Regions from separate parts of the Hordeum vulgare genome. Here region 2 is linked to region 1. A link is a contact called in public Hi-C data. All regions are on one chromosome and are shown on one strand. Each heading gives the region's core, a stretch centred on a gene start, on an enhancer-like site or on the middle of the called end of the contact. The rest is flanking DNA. Distances are from core to core; before and after follow the strand shown.

What was found. Hi-C and Micro-C count contacts between places; a contact is called where the count stands out from the background.
Region 2: a contact with region 1 is called in a Hi-C map of leaf, with 2.6 times the contacts expected there. The contact joins two enhancer-like sites. A contact is called at or near these places in 2 of 6 Hi-C or Micro-C datasets (leaf and seedling).

Annotation. Positions count from the first base shown.
Region 1 is chr2H:634,522,431-634,525,456 of MorexV3_pseudomolecules_assembly, reverse strand. It overlaps the pseudogene LOC123431033. Among protein-coding and RNA genes, the nearest start is that of LOC123431034, 18 kb to the left of the region's middle. Within about 2 kb of position 1,451, at least 3 of the 3 cell types and tissues checked have open chromatin away from gene starts, as enhancers often do. A contact at or near this core is called in leaf, where this site is marked.
Region 2 is chr2H:634,822,838-634,825,863 of MorexV3_pseudomolecules_assembly, reverse strand. No RefSeq gene overlaps it. Among protein-coding and RNA genes, the nearest start is that of LOC123431037, 16 kb to the left of the region's middle. Within about 2 kb of position 1,508, at least 2 of the 3 cell types and tissues checked have open chromatin away from gene starts, as enhancers often do. A contact at or near this core is called in leaf, where this site is marked.

The DNA.
Region 1 (3,026 bases), core at 202-2,701:
TTTTACTGAATTTGAATCTCATCTTTTACTAAGAGAAGTCACAATCAAACATGCCATACGATTACGACCGACATGGTATAAACAGAAAATAGAAAAGGGATAAACATAGTAACAGTACCTCCATCATGATTCCTCTCATTGTTTCAGAATTGTTAGGAGCACATTTACCTATCCTCAAGCAAAAATCACCCAGTTGATACTGGAATCCCTGTAGATGGAAATTGACATGAATGTGAATAAACAAACTTTCATATGATACAATAATGCGACAAGCACATAGTAATATAATATATATAAGCACAATATAAATAAGACAGAAGATGCAATATATGACAAAGGACAAAATAAAGGGTTATAGAGCATAAATACAAGCAACATCCTAGTAGCTTCAGTGTGAGACTCGATGATCAATTGAGTTATATGCGATTTTTTGTTGATCGCTACTACTTGAAAGGCACCAGAAATTATAATTCAAGCTGGAAACTGGTAGAATCGACTATGTTGTCACAGTTGTTATCTTTAAAGATGTCATCTTCATTAAGCAAACCTTGCAAAAAAGAACTATAGTTATTTAAGCAAATATGGCTTGAGTCACAATTTCAGGAGAAAACAGCACAAACTTATCGTTGAACCTGCTATTGGAATTTGGAACTCCAACAATTTAATCGTCACTGGTTCAATTACATAAACAAAAGAAATTGTACAGAATTAAATCGTCAGGTGTGAGACCAAAGGAGAAATTGTAAGGGTAGGGAAGGAAACAAGTTGACCTCAAAGTTGAGGCTGACACGAGCCTTGTAGGACTGGAGCTTCTCCATGACATGGGGGAAGGCAGCGTCGGCCTGTAGGACGAGCCGATGACTCCGGAGGATGGAGAAGTAGAGTCCGGGGTGCTCGTGGAGCGCGACGCCAAGGAGCTCGCCCGGCACGTCTGGAGGCAGCCGCCCGCCGGCGCCCATGCTGTCTCGCGTGATCGGGCGGTAGGAGATGATGGAGGTCTTCCAGCGGCCGTCCTTTGTGCCGCCGAGGGACTCCGCGCAGCTACAGGCCTCCGCCAGGATCTGGCTGTTGAGCGTCGCTCCAGGGTTTGGGTGCCAGTGCATCAGCCTGCGCCGGGGCAACGTACAGACCGGGTGAACTAGCGGCTGGGAGCCGTGGGAAGAGATTTGGAGGAAGAGGCGCGAGCATGGTACCACTTGGCGGGGGCCATGGCGGCGAGGAGGGGCGACGGCGACGGCGACGGCGACGGCGATCTCTTGCCGGGGTGCGGCCGCCAGGCTTGGCGAGACGGGACGGGAGTAGTATGAGATTCCTTCTTTCTTACGCGTACATAGGCTATTGAATGGATATGGGCTGTATCTCCGGAAACAGGCCTATTGGGTTGGCCTCCAAAGAGCAACTGCTACACCACGCACGGCTTGTTATGTTAATCATGGGATGTCCTATATGCCGCATTATGCAGCAGATCGACTAGGCTTCGCACAGGGTAACCTTCACCTTAGCTGGCCCACGTAGGAGCTACCAGTAGTGTAAAAAGCACTGCAAAAATGAGGCGCACTATCTCTATTTTGAATTCACGATCTACCTGTAATAATGCATGTACATAACCAATCGAACTAGTACATGCTGGTGTTGGATATGTAGCGTGTAATAATTTAGGACAAACTACATCAGCAGATCCGAATATTACCCCTTTTTCAAACACTTCATGAAAAAACTGACTACTTCTTCAAAACGATACCCAATTTTTTTAAAACACAAAAAAGTTTTGAAATAATTACCCAAAAATCATACTTTTCAAAATTTCAAAACGGGAAGAACATATGAATTTGTGAATTTTTTTTCAAAAACGGGAACATTTTTTCACAAATGCGAATTTTTTTTGAAAAATATGTGACCAATATTTGAATGCAAGTATATTTGAAATCTGAATTTTGTTCTGAATTTGTAATCAGAAATTAAAAAACGAATATTTTCTGAAAACACGAACGTTTTGGACAAAAGGGATAATTTTTGCATCTGTCAAAAAATAAGTTCCTTTTACAAAACGTGGACCTCCTGCAACTGAGTTTTCCGAATTATGAACATTTTCTTCAAAATGCACATAGTTTTTAAATTTACAAAAAAAATTTGACAAACATAAACAGTTTGATAATCTGAACATTTAGTAAATTTCTGAACTAATATGGAAACCTGGTATATTTCTTGAAATTCCTAAAACAATTATAAATTTCAAAACAAAATTTGGAAACAGTAACATTTATTAATTTATAAACAAAAATTAAATGGAATTTGTTTTTTGCAATTTCAAACAAATTTTTAAAACATGAAATTTTTTCAAATTTGTGAAAAAAAATTATAAATAGGAACAATTATTTAAATGACGACCATAATTTGAATATTTAGAACAAACTTTGAAAATGCCAATTTTTTTTGGAATAGGTGAACAAAATATTGAAAAACAAGAACCTTCTTTGCAATTCCCAAACTATTTTTGAAGAATGCAAATATAAAATTTTATTTTTTTTCATTTTTTTCTCCAAATATGACCTTTTTTCAAAATTTCAAACGTTTTAAAAAGCAATAATATTTTTCCAGAATTAAGAATGATTTCGAAAATGAACTTTGTTTAAAAAATATAAATAACATTGGAAAAGAAAAAAGGAAAAAGGAACAAAAAGAAAAAGAAGATGAAAAAATTAAACCTTTTTTTAAAGGAACAATTTGTAAAATTCAAGAACGTTTTATAATTTGTGAACAAGATAATATGGACATTTTTTGAAATGCCCAAATTCTTTTGAGTTTGTGAACAAAATTTAAACATGTGAACTTTTTTGATTTTTTGAACAAATTATTAAAAATATGAACTGTTTGCATTGTTTTTGGTGAACAAAATTACAAAAGGTTATATTGTTTTGAATTACCGAACATTTCTTGGAAAAAAGTGAACAAAAAATTAAATTAGGATTTTTGTGGAATTTATTAATTATGTTTGAAAATACGAGAATTTTATTTTGAAGTGGGAA
Region 2 (3,026 bases), core at 259-2,758, 300 kb before region 1:
CATCTCGTTTAGCCAACTCGTCCTCCATCGGCAGCATAGCTGTCTCGCATTCTTGCGTCATTATCCTAGAAGCGGTATCTCGCGTCACCGGCCGAAAGGCTATTGTGCAGGAAACAGAAACACAGGAGGCTTGCTAGCCCCAGCGCTAGCGATCAGGTAGAAGTAGATCTAGCTACGGCAATCGATCAGGAGAAAGGGAGATGCAGATCCATTGGCAGAAATTGTATGACGGAGATCGATGTCTAGGCGCACAGGCGCGATTTTCATCTCGCGACTCGGTGACGTGGCTGTCCTCATTCCTCCCGCGGGCCCGTTGTACCCAAATGCTAAATAGTACTTCAGGCCATACATGATACATAGGCCATCTTACATACTTCATCTGTTTTAAAATAACTGTCACAACTTTTTATTAGTTTTAATACAAATTTATACTAAGCTTAAGACATTTATTTTGAGACGGAAGGAGTATTAGCTAGCTAGGGGCCCCCTGGGCTAGAAGGGTCCGGGACGGCCGTCCCCCCTGACGCACGCAGTGAACCCAGACTGGGCCGGCCCATGGTGTAGCGATCACGTCCGTGTTGTAGCGTCCGTATTGAAACAGCCCATCTTCGGCTCATCCACAACTGGGTCGGCCCAGCTTATTTTTTTTTGTTTCAAAAAAATCAAATAATTGTTTTTCTGTTTTCTTCTAATCTCGGAACATTTATTCAAATTTACGAACATTTTTTCTTAAAAATCCTAAACTTTTTTATAAATATTCCAGAACATTTTTCCCAATTCGAAAACCTTTTTCCAAATTCCAGAACAATTTTACTAAATTCCGGAACTGTTTTATAAATTTCTGAACATTTTCTTAAATTCCGGAACATTTTGTAAATTCCAGAACATGGTTTCATATTACGGAACATTTTTCTAAATTCAAAAATATTTTTTCAAATTAAGGAACAATTTTCAAATTCTGGAAGATTTTTTCAAATTCCGGAACATTTTATAAAATTCCCTAATATTTTTCAAATTCTGAAATATTTTTTAAAATTCCGGAACATTTTTTAAATTCCGAAAGATTTTTCAAATTTTGGATTTTTTTAATTACGGATCATTTTTAAAAGCCAGAACATTTTTGAAACAGAAAAACAGAATAAGACAGCGAAGAAAGTCAAAAACAAAAACAAAAGTTTGCGCGAATGGTTTTAAGTTTTGTCGTCGCTGTTAGTTTTGTTTAGATTTCAAGTTGTTCTTCATTCACGTACAGGATTCAATCGGGGTGGCTAGCGTAGCTTGTACCTCATCAGGAGTTTGCAGGTTTGATACCTACCACGAACACTTTTTACGGTGTTTTATCTCGCGAATCAAAACCACCTGAATGGCCGGCCCAGTGTGAGCTGCCACCTGTGCGAAGTTTAAGACACTTATTTTGAAACGGAAGGGAGTATTAGCTAGCTAGGGCCCCCCTGCATTAGAGGGGCCCGGGACGGCCGTCCCCCTGACGCACGCAGTGAACCCAGACTGGGCCGGCCCATGGTGTAGCGATCACGTCCGCGCTGTAGCACTTGTATTGGGCCAGCCCATCTTTGGCTCACCCACAACTGGGCCGGGCCAGCTTATTTTTTTTGTTTCAAAAAAAATCAAATAATTGTTTTTCTGTTTTCTTCAAATCTCGAAACATTTATTGAAATTTCTGAACATTTTTTCCTAAAAATACTAAACATTTTAATAAATATTCCAGAACATTTTTCCCAATTCCGAAACATTTTTTCAAATTCCAGAACATTTTTACAAAATTCCGGAACATTTTTATAAATTCCAGAACATTTTTGTAAATTCCAGAACATTGTTACATATTACGGAACATTTTTTAAATTCAAAAATACATTTGCAAATTCTGGAACATTTTTTCAAATTACGGAACTTTTTTTAAAATTCCAGAACATTTTTTTAAAATTCCCTAACATTTTTCAAATTCCGAAACATTTTTTCAATTTCCATAGCACTTTTTCAAATTGCAGAAGATTTTCCAAATTTTGGATTTTTTTAAATTACGGAACATTTTTTAAAAGCCAGAACATTTTTGAAACAAAAAAAAAAGAATAAGACTGTGAAGAAAATCAAAAACAAAAACAAAAGTTTGCGCGAAGGGTTTTAAGTTATGTCGTCGCTGTTAGTTTTGTTTAGATTTCACGTTGTTCTTCATTCACGTACAGGATTCAATTGGGGTGGCTAGCGTAGCTTGTACCTCATCAGGAGGTTGCCGGTTTGATACCTACCATGAACACTTTTTGCGGTGTTTTGTCTCGCGAATCAAAACCACCCAAATGGGCTGGCCGAGTGTGACCTGCCCCCTTGCGAACCGGCGACTAGTTGTCGCAATGAGCAGCGTATAGGACCCCCCCTAGCACGGAAATTTTTATGCTACGACTGTTGAACGATCGGGATTCCACATTCAAGTGAGATCTAAAGGCAAGGGAGGCGGCCGATATGGTCATATGTTGCTCGCTCGCCGTGCCTTAGTACCAAATTATCAGTACTTACAGTTGGTTCCATTTCAGATTTCACACATTCTGGTGTAGCTTTCCACAAGAGTCCAACTTTAGTTTCAAATCTCTTCTTTAGTTCTAGAAGATGCTATAGGTACCCCTCATTTAAGGTAGAAATTGTCATTGAGGTGAGGTACTCATAATCACTGTCATGTACATCAGAACTTCCATTTTCTTCCCTGCCTCCTGTTGCTCCTACGGCAATGGGAGGGGATCAAATCCCTTTTCAGCAATCTCTTGTAGCAGCTCCTTTGATTCTCGCAAAGGATCTTGATATCACCACTGAGAACACAAGAGAGGAACCTAGCTCTGTTGTCAACTTGCTTCAGCTTCTTTTTGAAAAATTCCAGCATTGCAACCTGCACAACTAGTATAATGTGGTATTTTCCAGATGAACAAGGCAACGAGCAGAGTAAGAATTGAAAACATCAACAAACACATGTACCTACCTTTTTAGATGGAGATTAAATCCTCGATTTGTAGAACTAGGTG